Linked DNA regions of Zea mays: region 1 is linked to region 2. The links are chromatin contacts, called in public Hi-C maps. All regions are on one chromosome and are shown on one strand. Each heading gives the region's core, a stretch centred on a gene start, on an enhancer-like site or on the middle of the called end of the contact. The rest is flanking DNA. Distances are from core to core; before and after follow the strand shown. Region 1 holds the start of LOC100274361. Region 2 has its middle 34 kb from the start of LOC103627529.

The links. A called contact is a pair of places that touch in the nucleus more often than the background predicts.
Region 1: a Hi-C map of bundle sheath shows a contact between it and region 2, with 1.7 times the contacts expected there. The contact joins the promoter of LOC100274361 here to the enhancer-like site in region 2. A contact is called at or near these places in 4 of 25 Hi-C or Micro-C datasets (bundle sheath, ear, endosperm and 1 more).

The regions. Positions count from the first base shown.
Region 1 is chr5:198,476,943-198,482,054 of Zm-B73-REFERENCE-NAM-5.0, reverse strand. It overlaps LOC100274361, which reads right to left and starts at 2,058. Exons shown (of 1, transcript NM_001156021.2): 1 at 291-2,058. The coding sequence starts at 1,826. The coding sequence ends at 528.
Region 2 is chr5:198,313,473-198,317,933 of Zm-B73-REFERENCE-NAM-5.0, reverse strand. No RefSeq gene overlaps it. Among protein-coding and RNA genes, the nearest start is that of LOC103627529, 34 kb to the right of the region's middle. Within about 2 kb of position 3,098, at least 19 of the 20 cell types and tissues checked have an H3K27ac peak or open chromatin away from gene starts, as enhancers often do. A contact at or near this core is called in bundle sheath, ear, endosperm and 1 more, where this site is marked.

The DNA of each region.
Region 1 (5,112 bases), core at 809-3,308, 170 kb before region 2:
TGAGATAGAACAGAATTTTCTTCACTATCCGCTTGTTCTGTCGTGTGAAGTCACATTTTTATTCTGGGGAACTGAATTGAGTACACCTTGACAAGTGGTGATACAACTTGTCCCAGTTGCGTATCCAAATTGGCCTTCCAAATGAAAAGGGAACCGAAATTACGAGCGTACAAACTCGAATTGATCCGTTTGTCCTAGCTGCTTGGCCTGTCTCGAAGGGCCAAGGGGCCAATTCACAATTGAAATTAGCACTGGATGCATGAAGTACGTTGGCACTTAACAGCAAAATAAGCTTTTTCCACGAAGTGAAAATCTTGTCCTTTCATCGTATCCCCCATCGTGCACAGCAGGAGGAACATCTAGGACGCATACACATACACTGCTACCGGGAGTAACTGAAATCTGTGGTACGAAAAGCGTACAGATTTCCCCCGTCCAATACAAGCCACTCACGAACAACACTCAACACATGTATCGTAGTTGCCCTGGAGAATGCGATGATCGACGCGCAGCGGAACGCGCGTCGATCAAGCGCTTGACGATTGGAAGATTTGCAGCAGCGACGTGTACGTCCCGAACACGGCGAGCGCGAGGCCGATCACGACCAGCAGGACATCGGACAGCACTCCGGGCCATTCCATCTCGGCGCCGAATACCTTGAGGTGGAACGAGGCCGGCAGCACGAACCCGAGGAGGACGCAGACACTGCTCCCGACGAGCGCCAGGAAGTCCGTGAAGTTGGGCACGTACATGGCGGCGAGTCCGACGACGACGACCAGCAGCCACCTAAGCCACCAGCAGTACCGCTTGCCGTGGAGCAGGCGCTCGGCGACCTCGTACACGGGGTTCATCATCACCGGCATGGTGAAGAAGAGGTTGATGCAGAGCCCCAGCTGCACGGCGGCCGACAGCCACCCGGCTCCGAGGTTGGTGGTGATGATGTCCCGCGTGGCGTCGCCGAACGCGACGTAGCCCATGACGCCGAACAGCCCGTACATGACGGCGATGAACGCCATGGACAGCCCGAGCGTGACGCCGAACTTGCTCTTGTTCGCCGCCTCTGCCTCCAGCGGCAGCACCATGCCGATGCCCTCGAACGCGTACACGGAGACGCCGAGCCCGTAGAGAAGCGCGCCTGCGCCGCCGAAGGCGACCACGGGCACGGGCTTGGCGAGCCAGGCGGCGACGTCCTGGCCGAGGACCACGCCCATGGCGCCGAGGTCGACGACGTCGGCGAAGATGCTGAGCGGCGCGAGCAGCGTCAGCGTCTTGATGGAGTTGAGCCCCAGCTGGAAAGGCAGCATCGCCCAGATGACGAGCGCCTTGGGGGAGAGGAGCGCGGAGGAGGACGAGGCCGCGGCGGTAATCGGATAGAGGTGCGCCATGGTGTTGGAGATGAAGATGAGGTAGCCGACGCAGAAGCTGAATTGGCTGAGCACCAGCATCACGTCCACGGCGAACCGCCCATGCGCGCCGAACACGGCGTCCCCCAGGTCCCCGAACGAGGCGATCTTAGGGTGCTCGTCGGCGAGGCGGCGGCGGCACGCAACGAGCAGCATCATGCAGTAGAAGGTGAGCGCGGCGACGGAGAAGAGCAGCAGCGAGCCCGCCGCCCACCCGGTGCGCGAGAAGGTGTACGGCAGCCCCAGCACGCCGGCGCCGACCACCGCGATGAAGACGTTGGCGAACGTCTTGGGCTGCGACGACAGGCCACCACCCTCGCGGCCCCCGCTGCTGCCGTGGCGCGGCAGCAGCGGCGCCGCCGGGTCCAGCCTCGACGACGAGGAGCTCGCCCCGTTGTTATTATTCCCCATTCCGAATCCCATGGCGAGCCGCCCCCAAATCAGAAATCTTATTATACTGATTGAATTGAACAAGCAAAGGAGGAAGAAAAAAAAAGAGTAAAGAAAAAATAACGAAAACAGCAGACGACACAGGCACGCCGGTCCGATGAATGAGATCGTCCCCCCCTCCTCCTCTTCTCCGTCCGCCGTGCGCTAGAGAGATCGGGCGGTGTCGCGACGGGGGAGGTCGAGGAGGAGACAACCGGGGCGAGCGACGAGGAGGAAACGGAGGACTGCCGTGCTGCTGCGCCTGGGGAACAACATCGCATGGCACGCGAGGCCGGCCTGTTTTGTAGTGGAGCGCGTGTGGCTGCCATTCCGGGGTAAAATGTCATGGACCAGGTCCATGCGACTCTCTGCGCGCACCGGGACCACTTAGAGACGTGTGGCGGTGTCCCACTTTTGCAGGTTTTTGTTTTGGCAAGTAATTCGTGCAGATTCCGTGTCAATGAGGAAAAGCGAGTAGTCGCGTTCACACTTTGCAGGAACGTTTTATTACCTTACCTTTTTAGATCTTTAAATATTCTTTTTGATAGAATTAGGCTATTTTCAGTAGTAGAAGTTTAATGGAAGTTTCATGCACATATAATAGGGTGTCATTTCAGTATTTTGGGCGATATGACATAACATTTAAGATAAATGAGTTTTATGGGACGAAATTGGTTTCATGTGGATGATACACTTTTTGATAGAATAATTTGTTTCATCTTGACATATTTTACTAATTTGTATTGGTAATTTAGTTGTAAGCATTTAATTAGTATGTTAATCTATGAAATAGTAAAATGAAAGTTTGCATTGGATTCATGACACTTTTGGTGACGTGGTATTGTTGGAAAGAGTGTGTTCCCGAAACACGCAGGAACCAAAAATGTTGGTGTAGTGTCCGGTTGGTTTCATGTTGTCGATGACATTTTTCAGTACGCGCATCGTCCGTCCGTCGCGTGCAAGAGGTGTGAATGCGTGGTTAATCGCCTCGTTTTGGAGCCACAGGTGATAATTGCTGCGTATGTGTGTTTCTGCGGTCTCTCCGCCTGTGGATCAAGCCATATGACATTCGATTGACAGAAAGTGCTGGAGAAATTGGTTTGCACTCCAACCTCTTCGGCGCACAGGTTTGGGAAAAAATGTTCGACTGCATTGCCAGCTGTGCGTGCATCCCTGTCAACTGCCAGCTGGTATGGGGGAAAAATTATGTTCGACTGCATTCCTATCTTATCTTCAGAAAGACTAAAGCTGGACCAAAAAATATCGGTTCTTTGTATTTTGTGTGGACTCCGATGCAGGGCAAAATTCTCATAGTAGATGGTTTTATTCAAAACCTTCAAGCGCAGGCAACATATAGATGCATGGAAAACTCGACAAGCCGCTCCGTCGGTGATCACGGCAGAGGCGTCTGCACAGCTGCACTAGCTAGCAGCAGCTGCTACGGACCTACGGTGCTGCGCCGTATGCCCGTATGCACTCCCGGAGCGCCAATTCCTTGTCAGATAACAAAACAGTTGGTGACGAACAAATCACACTCATCTCCACCGCAGCGCTTCTTCAACGTTCTGAACATCCCAAAGGCAAATCAACACCACAGCTCATCTACTAGCAACACAGATCTTTAGGCTGTCTCCAGCAGGAGACTGTAAATGGTTCTGTACTCTAAATATAGAGGACGGTCAGGTCCTTTATCCATCCAGCAAGGAACTCTAAAACGTCCTCTAAAATTTAGAGGATGGCATGCGTCCCCTACCTGTAGAGGGTGCTCTATACACTGTGCACCTTTTTGTGTCTGTACGGTCACGTGGTGACGAGTAGTAAAAAATAATATAGAATGTCAAATCTAGGACACTGTTGATATAGAGGATGAAATTTAGGGGATATTGCTGGAGATGAAGAAGATATAGAGTACAGAATCTTTTAGAGAGTGTTGTAAAGGACAAAGAATATTCCTTTAGGGGATCAAATTTAGGGAACGTTGTTGGAGACAGCCTTAGATCATCTACTTTCATCTCGTCCCAGCGAGATGCCGTTGAAATAAATTCTCGTTTTTGGTCAGAAGAAGAAGAGAGAGAAAAACATATATGGAAGGAAAGAAACTGAAAATCATTTTTTTTTTCTTTCGCGGAAAGAGCGACGACCGAGAGAGGTCCCTCGCCTCATCAAAGAGACGTTCAGCGACATCGTTTGGCGTTTAACAATGACCTTGACAGATAGACACGACTTTTTCCTCTATTAATATAATCAGCAGCTGGTCCCTGAGCACATGTTCTTTTTTTTTATATCTTTCTTCTATTAATATAATTCGGCGAATCTTTTGCCGACCTTTTTTTTAAAAAAAATATATTAACAACCACAACATACGTGTACGACTAATATTCAAGGAAACAGCAATCATTACAGTCCCCACACTCCTCCGTCAAAGTCGAAAGTGCTAGTTTTTGTCAGCTCTCTCGGCCTGTTTGTCGCCGCTCGCAAATTATCATCTTTCTACCGCGCCTAGCTACTGCCGCCGATGACGAGTGGGTTTTGCGGTGTCGGGTTGCCTCAAATCCGCCGACTGGATGGATCGCTCACTTCACAGGCGAAATTAAATCCCAACTCAGTCCCTCTTCCACGCTGCTGCTAGCTGTCAGTGGGCCGTGGCCGGTTATGTACTGTAAGGCTCAGGCAACGCGAGGTCACCGCCAAACGGAAGGTGCCAATTAAAGTTGGACACGGGAAATTTTTGTCCGCACGGGCATGATAAACTGCTTTCGAGAGCAACGTTGATGCGACAGTATCGTATAAAGTACGCGCAACGTGTGGTGGTTCGGCCGTAGTTATCCGGAAAAGATGGGATATATATCATGAAGACCGTCCTCGTTGTACCTTTCCGTCTCAAAATAAGCATCCCTACTAAAAGTTAAAATAGTTTAACTCATCGAAGAAGTGATAACCACATGTTTTTTTTTAAAAAAAAAGGGGGGAACATGATAACGCCTGCAGTGGACTCACTGAACAGTGGCGGTTGGCAACTTACCCAGACGAGGTGGCGGGCGGTGGGAAAAAGGCCGGAAGCTGGTGGGCCGTGGGCGTACGGGCGATCGAGCGGACTGCCGCTGCCGGACTGCGGTCTATGAGCGGAGGCGTGTTGAACACTTGCGGTAAGGTCCTGACGCCGCGCATCGCAACTCAGACGAATATTATTATCTTGTACTCCCTCCATTCGTTTTAGTTGTTGCTGGATAGTGTAAAATTGAACTATCCAGCGACAACTAAAAATAAACGGAAGAAGTGC
Region 2 (4,461 bases), core at 1,849-4,348:
ATTATACTCCACGGATCATCCAGCACACGTACAGTTGGAACTCGTCAGCTAACCGAGGCGCGAAACTCTGAGCAAGGGCTAGCCAATTCTTTACCCTGTGCCTTCACTTCCCCAGGCCATTGCTTAGTACTCAATGTGGACATGTGGCCTAGTAAACTACCATGTCGTAGGATATTCCTAGACCGAACTGGAGTACAGTATCCATCTGCTCTTCAGTAGGGTAAAATAATCTTGCATTGGAGATTTGGCGGGCCACATCCTGATCACTGATCAGTCACCGCCCCCGGCCGGATATAAAGGAGTCCATACGCGGCCATGCCATCTCCATTTCTTTACTGCGTTTCACACAATCACACACCGGTAAAGATGCACCTTTTCTTTTTCACGTCGTCCTCCCCCAAGCTCGATCGCAGTGAATGGATGAGTGAAGTAGTGCAGTTGCGGTTGGTCGGTCAAATCCTGCCTCGAGTGAAAGCCAGCCACAACCACAACAACCGGCTCTCCGCCTCGTGCAGGCCACGAACTGATTCGCATATCCCTTTCGCTCGCTTTGCCCCGCCGCTTTTGCGTGCATCTCCCCCTTGAATCTTTGTAGCCCAGCTTTCGTTCGCCATGGATTTCTTTCTTTCACCCCGCTTTACTGCTTTTCGTTTCGCCTCTCTATCGTCTGCTGCTGTTCTTGCTTCTCCCCTCTTCTTTTCCTTTTTCCTTGGCGTTTCTTTTTTTTTCTTTTTATCTTTTCAGACCGCAAAGGTCTGCCAAAGATCGCTGCCTGCTGCGTAGTAGTAGCAGTGGATACGGGTGTGTGTGGGGTGGGGGTGGCCGGTCTGTCGGTCCCACTCCCAGGCAGGAAACTCCTCTCTGCACCGTCGATTTCAAAGCGCATTTGAGCTCACTCGCTGCCCATGTGGTGTTTTTTTTTTACAATGACCACACTTAAAGCAGGTTTGGTTTGAAAAATAAAGTAGCCCATACATCATTTTCTTATTCATCCTCATTGTCTTGTTTGGTTTTGGGAATAAAATGATTTTATCCATCACCATTTTATCTCTCATAGGTTAACAATTAGTGATAATATCCACATTAATAGACTCATGATACATCATCTCATGTCATCTAGAATGAATTGATTCTTCAACCAAACACCCTCAATTAAATAAGGAAGCACGTACGCATGCGCGACGCAAGCACTCGCACGGTTACTTTTTGCAGCACTGGACTGAACAAACAGCTTGGAAAAAAAAGGGAGTGCGGTACACTGACTCTGCCACTGGGGTAGGGATGCTTGAAACCGTTAAAAACTAACTGGCGCGGGGGTTAGTGGTTGGATCACGCAGTAGCTTTTTACGGTCAAGATTTGTGCACGGCAGCCAATGCACAAGGACACAGGCAAAATCACTCACTCCACCACTCACTAACAGTGCCTCAAAGGCTGAAACAAAACAGACATGGAGCCATATGTGTGTGCTGTGTGCCTGTGTGTCCTTGCTGCTGCAAGGGGGGAAAACAAAAGCATTCGTCAGTGTGAAAACATTATTGTTCACTGAACATCCAGGTAATTAAGTAGTAGCTCTTTTTGCTCAGTCATGTGTGGCCAACTCCGGGGCCATTTCACTGTGCACTACTAGGTGTGGTCCTGCGCCATGTCCAGAAGCAAGGATAAGCACATGAGACTCCGCCGCGCAGCCATGCCTGATTCATCTGCGTAGTACCATGCATGATGGTGGAGCGGTTGGCGGCTGACCAGACCAGAGCCTTCGGCAGGCCGGATTCTTTGGTTCTTTCAGACCAAAACAAAGCAGCATGTAGCTGCCAGCCAGGAGGACACACACCTGGTCCAGCTCAAATGATATATGCTAGTGCCGTCAACTATTCAACTGTGCTGGTGCGTCAACTATTCCGCCATGACCCAACGCAGCCATGCACGCACGCGGCAGCACAGGCCCACGGCCACGAGGCCTACGGCCTCAGGCCTCGACCCCTCGAGCGGCGGCAACAGTGCGGCAGCCGTGCAGAACCAGCGGTGAAAGAAAAAGAGCGGCCGGCACGTGTTCGTGCAAGACGGATCGCAATAAACCACTCTCTCTAGCTCGCTAGGCACCGGATGAATGAATGATAAAAGGCAGAGATTGAGAGATGTCGAGGCGCGGACCTAACTACATTTGTAGCCAATCCATGCGCAGGCCATGTCAGAATTCAGCCGCGGGTATTTCTATAAATTTCTGCATTATGCTTATGATTTTAGCAACGTTTCACTGTTACTTTCTATCCGATGGGCCTGCCGGTAAGCGTCAAAACCACTTTCAATTAACCTAATTATGGATCGTCAGACCCGACCCAACCAACCGTATTTGTTTTAGGGCTTATTCGTTTGTACCGGATTGGTGGGTCGGAACGATTTCCTAATCGGATTGCTTTTCTAATTTATATAAACTTTAATTAGCTGGAACGATTCCGGTTGCAATCCGACATAAACGAACAAGGCCTTAGGGATTTACGAACCATGCTAAATAACCACGACCTGATTTTGACCTGATCCCACGTTTGTACCTGTCTTCTTTCAGTAGGGATTTACGAGTTTTAGGGCGTGGCGTTAAACGAATCTGACATGGCATAAGAAAAATAGAAAAAATATAATAAGAGTTTTATAGGGCGATAAAATTTCTTCACTCTCGCAGTCTCTAGGTAAACTAATTTCTAAGATTCGTATAGGTCAACTATCTTAGGTTTAACAAACTTTACAAAAAAAATAGTGCTTATAATATAAAATAAGTATATTATAAAATATATTATGTGTGATACGATGATATCTAACGATACTAATATAATATTATATGTTTTAGCGTTTTTTCTAGAAAAATATCGAAGTTTAATTTTTTTAAAACTCTAGCAAAACAATTTATTCAGGGACATAGAGGAGTTTTGAACACAGAATAGTACTGGAAACTGGCCTAGCCATTTCTGCGGCGCCAATCCCGGCCTTTCGCAGAACATTATCGGCCGGCCGCCGGCCCGACGTTTTGCGAACCTTGACGACATGCTCGTACTCGTCTCCTGCCCGAATAGCCTAGCTAGTGGCCCAGTAATGGATAGCCCATAAAAATCTGCCACGGGCAACCCAACGTGCGAACTGGGTAAAGGCCTATCGCCGCGTGCATGCCAGCAGGTTTAGTTAGCTCTTTTTTTTTTTTTGCATTTTCTTTGCTTTGGGGTCCCCTTTTCCTTCTAATATTTGTATCAATAATACCTGCTTATGGACTAAACACTAGACAGATGTATTTTAAAGCAAATACTCTCTCCGTCCCAGTTTATTATTCACTTGCCTTTTTTATCACAAGTTTTACCAACTCGTCTTATTCAAAAAAATTATAGAAAAAACAAATAATTCATTGTGGTTTTGTTTATTATCAAATATACTTAATATATGAATTAAATTTTCATCTTTTCATGATTTTTTTGAATAAGACGAGGGGTCAAAATTATGGTTAAAAAAGTGAAATGAATTATATTTTAAATCGGAGGGAGTACTATACATGCTTGCAAGCCGGGATGTGCGTTTGTGACAAAAAATGTCCATGTTGATGTTAGCGAAGAAGCAACTACTTTAATTAAGGGCTTGTTTGGTTAACTCTCAATACATGTGGATTGAGTGAGATTTGATGGGTTTGAATACTAAACAAGTCAGACTTTTTAATTTTTCCTAATCCCATCTAATCCATGTGTATCGGGAATAACTGAACAAAACCTAAGTGGGGTCCCGTGCTGATAGCCTGTCAAAATCTCTGTGCTGGAACCAAATTCAAACGGTCCATTCCTTTCAATTTTCTGAACAATTCAGGTAACAACACTAGCACGAGTTGATGCACTGTCCTTGCTAGATGTGTTGTGCTTGGTCTTGGAGGACGGGAGCCCATTGCCTGCACAGTTCGGAAGGTCCCTGAACTAGACGTGTCCCTAGCAAGTAGCAAGCGACACTCGCGTCTGTCTCACCATGTTGCTCCACGGACCGGACGACGGTCAGGCGATCCCCAGCAAGTCCAGCTGCGGCCAGGGGGGCTCAGGGTCAACCTGTCGGGCACCCACCCAACAAGGCTCTCGTTCCATGTCCCGACGCTGGCCGCGCCCTGTCTGGCAGCTTTCGAGTGTGCAAAAAATTTAGATGACTCGAGGGGCTTGGGGCCTTGACTTTAGGGGAACTTGGTGTGATCTCGCATCCATCCGCGGAGCCGCACGGGGGAAGGAGCGGAGGAGCCGCCGAGCTGGCCGCTTACCGCTACCTCCTTCCGCGTCGGTGTGTAGGGGTGTGGCCATGTACTCGTCCGGCGACCTGAGAAGATTCTGACCAGATTTAATTGGGTTTGATCTATTTTTATTTCACAATTAAATTAAGTAGAGTAAAAACATTTAAGGCTATAGTTACCGATAGTTGTAATGTGTATGTTAATAGTTTAATGAGTGCTA